Linked DNA regions of Oryzias latipes: region 2 is linked to region 1. The links are chromatin contacts, called in public Hi-C maps. All regions are on one chromosome and are shown on one strand. The core of a region is the stretch at or near the end of the contact, and the rest is flanking DNA. Distances in the headings are between cores, read along the strand shown.

Evidence for each region. A called contact is a pair of places that touch in the nucleus more often than the background predicts.
Region 2: a Hi-C map of gastrula embryo shows a contact between it and region 1, with 1.8 times the contacts expected there. The contact joins two enhancer-like sites. A contact is called at or near these places in 4 of 5 Hi-C or Micro-C datasets (embryo, fibroblasts and gastrula embryo).

Annotation. Positions count from the first base shown.
Region 1 is chr1:9,591,431-9,597,458 of ASM223467v1, reverse strand. No RefSeq gene overlaps it. Among protein-coding and RNA genes, the nearest start is that of LOC101157348, 48 kb to the left of the region's middle. Within about 2 kb of position 2,713, at least 4 of the 8 cell types and tissues checked have an H3K27ac peak or open chromatin away from gene starts, as enhancers often do. A contact at or near this core is called in gastrula embryo, where this site is marked.
Region 2 is chr1:9,666,129-9,672,218 of ASM223467v1, reverse strand. It overlaps LOC101157348 (trinucleotide repeat-containing gene 6C protein), which reads right to left. Exons shown (of 23, transcript XM_011473887.3): 5 at 427-2,847. Among protein-coding and RNA genes, the nearest start is that of LOC101157348, 27 kb to the right of the region's middle. Within about 2 kb of position 2,053, at least 1 of the 8 cell types and tissues checked has an H3K27ac peak or open chromatin away from gene starts, as enhancers often do. A contact at or near this core is called in gastrula embryo, where this site is marked.

The sequences.
Region 1 (6,028 bases), core at 1,464-3,963:
GCCTTAAAACTGCATATTTATAATTAAAAGACCATCAGTAATGCTTTTAAAATGGATCAAAATATGATCGGACGGGGTGTTTTTGTGAAGTCCTGTTCTGGGAGTTTACTAAGGTTGTCACATTTTACAGACAGAGAACTTTAAAATACACTTTTTTCATCAGTCTTGCATGCAAAACTGAAGAACCCTTTTAAAAACAACATAGATAGGTAGAAATTACTGCATATTTTGTAACTGTTCCTCGAAGCAGCACTTGCATATCAAAGCTATGAAAACAATCACTAGAGGATTCTGAAGCAGGTTTATGACACTTGTTTAAATGAGATAAAAATTGACAATACTGGTTGGTGTGACAATACAGGTTACACAAATATAAAAAAAATGCATTCAATTAATTTCTGAGAATATTAATGGGTTTTTAACTAATGTAAGACAGCATTTTTATGTTATATTGATTCACCCCTTTTGCATATGACTGATTTAGAAACGATGACTCAATCAACGTGATGAATAATAACACTGTCAGCCTCCAAACCTTTCAAAACTCTGTAAAGCAAAAGTTGTGTTTTCAGAGACAGAAATAATTTCTGCCAAGCAAACAGTTTGCAGTAATTTAAAAACAAAAAACAAACAAACAGCAACTCAGTCTAGAAAAAAAAACCTGAAAAGCTGAGAAACATTGAAAAATAAACCACCAGAAATTTGACTTTTTCTGAAGTGTTCTAGGAAAATCATCAGGGTGACGCGTGCAATAGTCTGGTCATTTTTAAGAAATGTAAGAAATGCAGCACACACTTTGTCTGATAAAAGGTATGCTGAAAAGAAGGTCAAGCTGTTTCTAGGCATACAAAAGCTTTTTGAAAAATCCATTAGTGGCTGAATGCAGCATCATTATCACTTGCTTCTTAAGCACACAATATCCCAAGCTTTGACTTTTTTGTCTCTTTGGCATTTTCTTTTTAAGTGAGCTTCAAACTATGGCATAAAAGAGGAAAAGTGAAGAAGCTTCTGTAATGGACATAGCAAAGGGTATTAAAAACCATTTTTACCCTCTCCTTAAAATGCCATGAAGTCTTATAATTAGCTGTCATCTTGGTTTTAAGGAAGTGCATGTTTTGGAGCTTGTATGGTATTATGTTGCGTGGACATGTCTGCTTCTGGTATGCTGTTATCAAGGTCCCACAAAGGAGAATCAGATTTGAACAGTCTGCATAAGAGAGCTTTGAAAACACTGGAAATTCAGTCTGCACACATTCAAACTTTTTTTGTCCAAAATGCAGAACCTGTGCAAAAATTCAAGTGTCAAAAGACATATGGAACACATTTAATCTATATGCAGAATTATCCTATTTTGACTGTCACAATGTCATTGCATCTGATTTTAGCCTGCAAGTCAAAATTTAGTTGTGGAACTTTTTTTTTTTTTTACCATCCCACAATAGAAAGTATACTGACACACTAACATGCATTGTTTTAATGTCTAAGTGTTGCAAAGACTAGGTAAGACTTCTCTTATTTCACTGTACTAGTGACAATGTCAATACTTCAGCTACTTCAGGTTCAAAATTAAAGTAAGTCTTTGCACATCAGGTGTGTAAAAGCACACTTGCATCAGGGCATTTGTTCTCAACAAGAATTGTACTTGTTTGGGCCTATACTAAAGCTCTTCTGAAGCAACCAAACAAGAAGGTTCTGCTCCACATTAAGATGAGAAAACTTGGTTTCATTGAAAAGGAACCTTGGTGATAATTCACTAATGTAATCTAAAGTGTACGATCCCAGAAACGTATTATAATTGAGGCAGCCAAAAACAGAAAATCAGATAAATAATGTAAAGTAAACTGATAATACTCATACATAATGTGAACCAATTTTTATGTTCGTCCTGCATCTGGAACAGGCTGTGTCTTGCCTAACCATTATTTATGTAAAGTCTCTTCTGATGGAAAGTTGTAATGATGCTCAGTTGGTTTTTATGCACCATCTGGTCAATGGTTTGAAAAAAGTTTCAAGCTACACTCTCACAAATATTAGCAACACGTCAAAGACATATTCCCACACATGAATGCACATGTACAATGCCATGCTGGACAGTTTTCTGTCCCAGAGGAGTTGTCACGTCGGGCTTCTAGTTTCTGACTGAATGTTAAACAAGCGTGTGCATGATTTGGTCCTGCTGTCACACAAAGGCTCTGCTGCAGGGAAGCAACAGGGCGACTTAGGTTGGAAGAAGTTATTGTGAGGACAAGACATGGGGGAGGGTGGGGGCATGTGGATGAAAGCTTGTTCAGACTGCAAACAAATGGGGAAAATTCAGCAGGTGCCTTTTTGTGAAAACAGCCAAGAGACAGAAGGTGATGAGGTAGGAACACTGTGATTGCAGTTGCTGGAAAGAAAAAAAAATACAAAAACAATTTCAGGAGGAGAAAAATGGAACAGTCAGACTTGCGCCTTATCACAAAAGCTTCAGAAACTCAGACATACCCAGACACCGTCTTGTTTCACTGCCCTCTGACACTAAATGGGATTTCTGTGTTTGAGCAGAGGGGGGTCCTGTGGCTACACTGAGGTAAGGGCTTTGAAAACCACTGATGCCAGATTGGATGTCAGCTGCAGCATAAGTGACAATCTATCACCAGTAAGCTGCACATGAAGGGGCCTCTTCATAGACATCCAGGCTTCAGACAGCTTCCCCCCCCCCCAGCCCACTCCACCTCCCCACAGGGGGGACGGCACACAGGGGCCGGCATTGATGCAAACACCCACCATGGAGACACACTCAATGTTCTGGGTGCAAACAAGCAGCACATGGAAATCTGCTCAGGAAAAACACATGCTGATTTGTTTTGTCGGTTTAACTGTCTGGAAACATCACAGATGAAACATTGGGTCTTCTACAACCTCACATTTGGGATTTGTCTGCAAATTGCTAGCATCCATTGAGACACTGTGCAGTTTCATTTTATTAAAAAGGTCAAACTGTGTGCTTAGAATGGTCCAAAAATTAAATTAGCACAAAATTGTGTTTTAGCAGTTCATATTTGAGTTTTTTCTTTGACCTTTTTAAGCACAGTTATAGAAAAAAAAGTTATTTCTTGACCTATGATATCCTTTTAACATGTGTGCAGCTATGTGTGCCATTAGGAGCAAATGCACAGCCTGTATCTGAAAGTGTCCACTTAAATGCGTGTGCACGCTGTCCAGCAACAGCAGCAGCAGATGCTAATCCGTGCTGAGAGTCATTATCTGTGTTTCCTGGGCCATTAAACTAATGCTAAGGGATAACAATGGAAAGTGGATGAGACCTGACGCTAACAGGAGCTAATCATCAGGACCACCTCTTGCTGCGAGTTCAGCTATGACACTAAATATCCCTCGGAGGCAGAAACCTCAGGCACTGGCAATCAGGTAATTACAGCAGCCTGGAGCACTTTTGTAATAAAATTTCAATAAATTGTCTCAAATATTTGAACTTGCTGTAGTGTGTGTAATGTGATTAGACACTTGAATGGCTAAGAACTGCTAACATTTCCTTTGTCTCTACTAATAATTAGTGTTTTTCCTCTATTGCCTGTAATTTTTCAGTCTGGTAGCAAGCCTGGATAATCACAGTGTTTTGTCCTGGATTAGGAAAGCGCTTTCATAGCTTTTGATACGCAAAGTCTGTTCCACATTGATGCAGGTATGTTCATTAAAATATTACAGCTCCCCAAACTTCAAAAGTTCCTCTGGCAGCTGCCACCTTCAAATCTTCCCTGCGTGAGACATTTGCTTTTGCCAGGCTTTGGAGCAGCACGCCATCTGAAATCTGCATCTCACATCACCTGTTCAATAAATGGCTTCCTGTTTAATCAGTTTAATTGACCCGCTAACCAAAGGCTCCCAGGGCGCTTTTGACTGATAGACTGTAAAAACGTCTGCAAAAAAAGCTCACAAGATCAAATGTTCATAAAAAGCTCTAACAAGACAGCTTTGTTTAACAGTTTTATTCAATGAGCAACCCCACCCCAAATCCCTGTCCCCTGTCGGTGAGGGCTACCCTGCTGCTTAACACTGAGCCAGGTCTGTTCATAACACCCTCACGGATTCATTAAAGATGACTAAATATTTAACTATCAAAGCTTTTTGTTTACCTAAAGTAAAACTTTCTGCTCCCTCCATGAAGTGCAAAAATCAAAGTATAATCGGAAAAAAAATTATGTTGAAGGAAAACTAATTTGCACATCAAATTCATGTTGGACGCCTCTCTTTTGACGCCAGTTAAATTCTCTGCTCGACGCTTTTCCATATGTGTTTATAAGGAAGAAGGAGGGTCTGAGGGCAGCAATTCCGGTTTTTTTTAGTCTGTTTACTTAAAGTTTTAGTATTATCCTATTGAATATTATGCATTTATGATCCTTTTTGGTTGTGTGTTTACCTTACAATTACCGGAACGAAGCCGATTGAGACGACTGTTGTTGTAAATTTGGGGCTGTACAAATAAAATTAAAAGTGAATTGAATAAACTTGACGCCCCAGACGCGTGTGGGTTAGGGTCAGGGACCTCAAATAGCCCTTACACAGCCTGGAGGTGTGTTTGGGGTCATTGCCATGTTGAAAAATAAATGATGGTCCAATTAAATGCAAACCGGCTGGAATAGCATGCATGAAGAACCTACAACATGACATATTTTCAGTTGTTTCAAACTTTTTAAATTATTGTGTTAATTCACAGCTTTGATGCCTTCAGTGTGACTCTGCAATTTTCATAGTCATGACAATAAAGAAAACTCTTTGAATGAGAAGGTGTGTCCAAATCTAATGGGAAAAATGTTGCTTTTGATAAAACGATTTCAATTGATCAGCAAACAACTATGGGGATGAGAAAGTAAAGAAAAAAGGGGGAATAGCAGAAGAACATGGAAGAAGTCACAGATGGGAGCGGAGAATGAGAAACTTGTCAATAGGTGGAGGACAGGAACAGGAGAAAAAATAGGAAGAGATGACAAAAGAGTTACACCGAACAGAAGTGGGAGGGTGGAGAAAGAGCAAGGGCCCTTATTAGCAAGGTCCATCACCTTTTGGCCCGCCCGGATTTTCTCATCTATATAATAAGCTGACCCCCCATGTTTTAGGCTCATTAAAAAGGCAGACACACGCCTGCCACATTCCTGCTCCTGCCAGAAACCTCAATGAGACCAAGATGAAAGATAGATGAAGGAAGAGGTGGCCAGAGAGACAGAAAAAGATGAGGTGGAGGGCTGGACCCCAGGTTTGATCAGGAGGAGCGTAGGAAATGAAACAAGCAGCGCTGCGTCTTCAGTGGAAAAATATAGACGACTGCAGGGAGGAATGTAGCTGAGAAAGTGTCAGTGTGAAGACAAATCAACCGAGAAACCGTCGTTTGATAGCAGTTGGAAGAAAAGATTGACAGTCTATGCTTCTTGGTTGTTCATCCAAAATTTGTTAAGTGATAAATGTCAAGCACATGGTTTCCACTTCAATTGCCGCGTTTTGATTTAACTCAATCCTTGTCTTGGATTTTTTTCCCCTGGCTGTCACATTCCATATAAAAGAACATTTGAATTGATCTCAGTGCTAATCTTGAGATAATCTCCACCAGTGTCGTCTCTTAGGAAGGATATTATCCTTGTTAACCTCTCAGTGAAAGAGGGGAAAGTAAAGGAAAATGGGTGAATGGAGCATTTTAACAACCAATTTGAAGTTATTTGATATTAACATATGAAAGTACATGGAACATGTTTGTACAAGTATAAGACATAGCTGAAAAATCATAATAAAATGATATTCTAGTCTTCGGGCTGTAAAGAAAAAGCCTGCTTCTGTAGAAAACCCACATCAGATGATGGACAGGCAGCCTTCTCATTCTGAACACAGACAGCTTGTCTGAAACTCTCTGGGGAGCCCCTGTTTTATTACACACTGCTTCTGCTATCGATTAATCTGGCGTCCCCACGCCAGGCTCACGCCAAACCACGCTTTGAGGTCAGTGGTCAAGTCAAGACGAGCAAGGTTGTGACCTCTTCTC
Region 2 (6,090 bases), core at 804-3,303, 75 kb before region 1:
GGATGCCCTTCCTGACGCAACCTTCTCAAACCGGGCTTGAACCGGCAGAGGTAGAGAAGGGAACAGGGAGGAGCCTGGAGTCGAACCCGGGTTTCACGGACGGAAGGCGCCGCAAACCAGCACGAGCTAAACTGGCTCCCTGGCTCCCTCCCTGGCTCCCAAAGACGAGAAATGATTTGTAAAAAGATTTGGCCTTTGTATTCACAAACATTATTGCCATTTTCTGTATTTATGCTCTAAACATATATTTAATGGATGAACTTTAAAATAAGATAGGAAATTTCTCTTTTCTTCAAGCAAAACTAGTACAAATTGATATAATAACTGCACAGAAATGATTGAAATTATGTACATTTCTACCATAGTATTTTAAATTCTAATTCAATTTTATGCAAAACCCAATTTAAATTAGAAATATTTAATTACCTGGATTGGCCACAGAGGGTCTACCCTGGGCGCCCACACCTGGATGAGAAGCTGCAGTGCTTGGTGACCCATTATTGTTTGCACGGTGTTGAAGATGACTTGAGGGCTGAGCATGATGCGCATGGTGATGCATGTTATGAGCGTGATGGTGATTGTTGTTATTGTTCGGCATAATCATTCCACCGTTCTTGCTGGCAGGTGGGCCACTGTTGCTTGGATTATTATTTGGGTTGTTACGATCCCACATGTTGACAGTTTTGCTGTATGCAGTAGGATCCCCCCAGGTGGATGTTCCATCGTCTATCTCCATTTTTCTACGGATGGAAGGAGGAGAGGGCTCCTCCCAGCCAGTAGGCTCCATAACCTGGTCCTGTTTGCTTACGTTTCCCCAGCTAGAGTTGCCTTGCTTCACAGAGCCCGGACCACCCCAGGAACCAATGCTGACGCATCCTCCACTGCCGGTACTGCTGCCACTGCTGCTGCTTTCCTGTGGCTTGGAGGAGCCCCAGTTTCCCTGTACTGGACCATTGGTACGTGAAGATTCCACCCAGTTACTATTACTTATAGGGGGAGATGGCTTAGCCCATCCGCCACCCCCTCTACCACCTCTTTTTGGGCTTTCTTGCCATCCACCTGTTCCTCCATTTCCGCCTTCCCCTTCCCACATGCTACTGGAAGACCCATTGTTTTTTACTTCTGGCTCTCCCCACTCCCCTGTGGCAGATCCATTAGAGCTCCCATTACTATTGCCCCAACTACTTGAGTTTTTGGGGGCCTCCCCCCAGCTTGTGGACTGATTTTTCATTGGGCTGTCATCCCAGCTGGGTGACTTATCTTCAGTACCCCAGGACGGGGTACCTCCACTTTTAGAACCACTTGTAGGTAAAGAGTCATCCCAGCCACTGGCTGTGCAATTTGATGCTTTGTTAAGTATAGGTGGGGGGTCTCCCCAACCAGACCCAGTCTGAATTGACTGAGGTGAAGTGGCTCCCCAGCCAGAGGATGAAGATCCTTCACTGTCATTTTTTCCTCCGGGACCAGGCCTCTGGCTGGGCCCAGTGTTAGAGTTGATATTACCTCCACTGGTTGATGAAGGTCCACCAATAGAGCTGGAACCTACTATGGTGTCTGAGCTGCTATTGCTTTTTCCATCATCAGAACTGGCTTCTTCCATCTCCCATACAGTGTGCTGTCGGATTGGGGTCTGTCCCCAGCCTGAATTATTTAGCACTCTGGGATCTAGGTCCTGTCGAGGTAGCAAAGGGGGGGCAAAATCCATGCTGGAGGATCTGTCTCTGCTACGGGATCGACCTTCACTGCTGTCCCCACTACCTTCACTGGCTGGGGGAGTTCCAGAATGCTTTCCCCACGAGCCAAGTTGCTGCTCCTGGCCAGAACCAGTGCTACCAGCATCAATTGAGTCCCAGCCTTTAGATACCTCACCACCAGAGGACTTGCCCCACTCACCCCAACCGCCATTTCCACTAGTTCCTCCACCACTGCCTTGGCGGCCCCAGGCAGAAAGGTTTTTGGAGGCAGATGATTCCCAGTTGGAGTCCTTAGTAGACTCAGCTGCCTTAGTTTCTCCAATACCCCATACAGAGCTGCCTGTTGTGTCACCATTGAGCTGAGATGACTCAGTTGGTGACTGGCCTCCCCAGCCAGTTAGGCCATGGATTGGGCTCATAGGCTCCTGAGCTTGTTGTGGCTGTTTACCGTAGTTTGGTCCATCGGTGTTAAGGTTAACAGGATCCATGTTGAAAGATAAATTTGTGTTGGTTGAAGAGTGCTGTTGATCTTTTTCATTAGCACTGATCATGCTAACCCAACCTCCACTTCCATTATCTGCATTTGCATTTCCCACATTTCCATTTATGCCTGGTGGAAGCGAGGAAGGATTGTTCATAACATTGGGGCCACTATTCCCAGCACCTTCATGGCCCAGAACAGGCCAGGCTGACGGATTGGCATTAGGATTCAAGTTCAAGTTGAAATTTGGTGATCCCCAGCTATTGGGGATTCCAGCTCTGCCACCATTCATTCCATCTTGCTTCACATCTGAGCCCCAGCCTCTGTTACATGCCAATGTGTTAGTTGACACAGGTCCTGTCATCATGTTATTGTTTGCTTTGAGAGAGTTGTAGAGGGCCTGCTGGCCTGCAGTACCAGTGGCCATGCTCAGAAAACCGTGTCCAGAAGAAGTGACAACACTGGTGTCTAGATTACAGCTAGCTGAGCTCAAGGGGCATTCCGGTGTGGCAAGGTGGATGGGTTCACTGCTACGGCTTATCGATGGCCAATCTTCTGTTTCACTTCTGTCAATGATCACTTTGTCCCAACTATTGGTGCTATCAACTGGTACAGTAGCTCTCCAAGGAGAGGCCTCATGCTGGGTACCAGTACCCGTATGGAGGGATGTGTCTGAAAAGGAAAAAAAAAAAGAAGAAAGAAGGGTGAGACCAAAAGGGAACAATGGCAGTCAAGAAAAATCTATTTAGAAGTTAGAAACTACTAGCTGAGGGAAGTGGTCATAAAAATCTCCTTTGCCTTTTGGCAGCTTGTAAAGGGAGTAGCCGATGTCAACCAAAGTAAATCAGGATCCGGTCAAAAACCTAAATAGGAAACTAGAATATTTTAAAATAATCCTTAAAGTGCTCCCCAACAAAAGAGGTTCTTATATTCTATTTGTTTACGCCGCTGATGGAGAGAACAAATAAAAAAAAGGGACAACAAAAAGCAAACAGTGAGCCAACTGGGGCAAATGCAGTGACAATTAAACCTATTTCCCCCGGTTAAATAATGGGAGCCATCAGGATGGTCAGATCAAAATGGTAACATATCCATGCCATATGAACCATAAAAAAAACTATTTTTTCTTGCTCTAGTGTCGTCAGCCAGATAGAAATAGTTAGATGTTGGCTTTACTTTATCCGTGTGTCTAATCTACTTTCTTCATCTTCCATTTATCCATGTATAGCCCATCCATCTGTCGAGCCTCACTCTCCTACACGCATAATCTTTTCCAAATTTTTCCTTAGTTCTCAATCCTTCATTTTCTTCTTCCTATGCACGTCTTAAAGAGTCACCAGTGAGACGCCCATCTGTCTGCATCGTAGCTTTGCTAGCTCGAGTTGAGAAGGGAAGCCCAAATGGAACTAGGGTGACATCCCATTCATCACCCCCCAATGCTTGACAGGGTTACTCCTCCAACTACACTGCACTAAAATTAATAATCGTCTTTTTCGGTTGGTGTCTTAAAACCTGTTTATACATAATGTCATACATTTAGGCTAAGGTTTTTTACATCTTCTCATATACTACAACACATAATACATTACAAGTAAGACATTCCCTCTAATTCAAAACAAACGACTCTGGATGCATCTAAACTTTCGATTTTTACTGTAAATTCACACAAAAAAAGGAGGTCAGTAAACCTGATAGTTATTTTTGTCTCACACTTTCTTCTACAAAACAACACTGCATGATCAATAGGCTGAATAGAACAAGCTCCTTTAGAAGTTCCCATTGTTAAAAAAAAAAAAATCAATTTTGTATGTTGAACCAAAATAACCACAAGAGCATTTTGAGCAATTTTCCAATTGGCAAACTAAGCAGCAGACAACCAAATTTATCCTGCACAACAGCATCTCATCAGATGTGGAACCAATAATAAACGTGTGCTCTAAAAGGGTTTTCAATCATTAGTAGGCAGCTAATCAATGATCTTATTAATTCTAGTGGGGGACAACAGGGAGCTTATCGACTGCAGGGGTTGCCTCTGGCATTAAAAAAATAAATAAATAAATCTAATAGTTCCTCATAAAAAACCCAACCAACACATTGGCTTTAATTTAGCATGTAAAAAAAGAAACTTTTACAATTAAACCCCTGTATGCAAACAATGAAATGTGTATAGGGATAGCATATTTTTAGCTTTTGTTTATTTACAAAACTAGAAAAGGCTTGAAGTACAGTGCAGTGGTATCAAAAAGAACAACAATCGCAATCAATCCTGGTACTAAAAGTACTACAAACAGCATATATGAAAGATGCTAAAGCATGGTTACTTTTCAAATCCCTGTTCTAAGTGATTTTATTCTTTCCAGTATATCGAAGGCACATTTCTCAACATGAGCTTGACAAAAGAAATACTTGGGGTTTAAAATGGCATGCTGAAAAAAATATCTTGCAAGCAGACTGGCCTAGTCAAATGTTATGACTAGGTATAGAACCAGCTACCTCTTTGCAGAAGACGTCATTTCTGGTTTCCATAGCGACAGGGGCAACACTGGGATAATTTGCTGTTTCATAAAACCTTTGTGAACTTTAAAAAAAAAAGACCCACTTTCAGCTCTGAAAAGCTATGGAAGAAAGTTTCAAACCTTCAATTACAAATCCCCCTTTCTCAAAAGGTTAATCCTGGCTTGTGTCGTATTCTTAAATGGACCCAAGAGCGATCTTTTCCAACAGATGAAAATTTAAGGAAAAAAATATCCACACAAGCTTTTTACCATGTGGCTGAACTGATTTTAGTATCGCAAAAAAAGTAGAGACCATGAATAATCAAAGCAAAGAAAATTTTTCATTTAAGTATTGGCCAGTACAACATTCTACTTTAAGATATTTGGTAATATTTAAATGGAAATGTAAAGGAAATTTTAGCCTGAACATTTCCGATTCTCAGGCAGCACTTTTTCATAATCAGCATGGTGGTACATATACATAAAAACCTACAAAAGTCTGCTGAAAAAACCCTAATTGGAAACATTACTGCAACACTTTTTTCAGAAAATGTTTCTTTTGAATAAAATGGCTCCAGAGGGTTTGCAGAGAAAATTGTCAACTAACTGACTTATTTAGCTTGTTAATAAATACACATTAAATGTAAATGTTAATTAGGTTGTTCCTGACAGCTGGCTTTAGCTGCTCATGTTGCAAGATGAAAAAGAAGATTCATGCAAAGTAGGTTTGGCATCATTTTAGATAATCTTAAAAGTGCAAGTCTCCTGCTCCTAAACCTAAGCACAGCAAAGCATGAATAAAAACTATAATTTTATCATAGTCGGACCATATTCATAGCATTCAGCTACTACTGAAATAGTCTGCTTGCTTTTATCCACATATTAAATTGCTAACAAAATGGCACAAAAAGTAGGAAAAGAAACTCAAAGACCTATGTTTAGCAGTGGAAAAAAAAGACTGGCTTCTTCAGGACAAAAGAGTAAAAACATCCTTGAAAAGAAGTGCGCAGGATTTACTATCAAGGCATGCCAAGCTCCATGCAAAGCAGATCCTCTCAGTACGACTGTGGTTCAAATTAGGATGCAACCACTACATTTTTACAAAGGCAATAAACTAAAACCACAAGAAACTGAGGCTTTACTTGCGTCTAGATGCATTTAAATATTGTTTGTGTGTCACAAGTGGGACAAAAACGGAATATTAAAAGCTTATAAGATCAGACTAACTTGAATTACACTTTACATTATAATAATTTATAGTAAATAGGTTTTATAATCATGTCCAATAAAAAATTATCTGACTATACCATACAAATTTGTCTTATTTGTTCCTCATTTGACTGCTTTGACAAACATTTCACGAGGGTTTGAGAGATTGAAAAAAATAACTGACTTGAAACTGACATGAAGGCAAGATAAA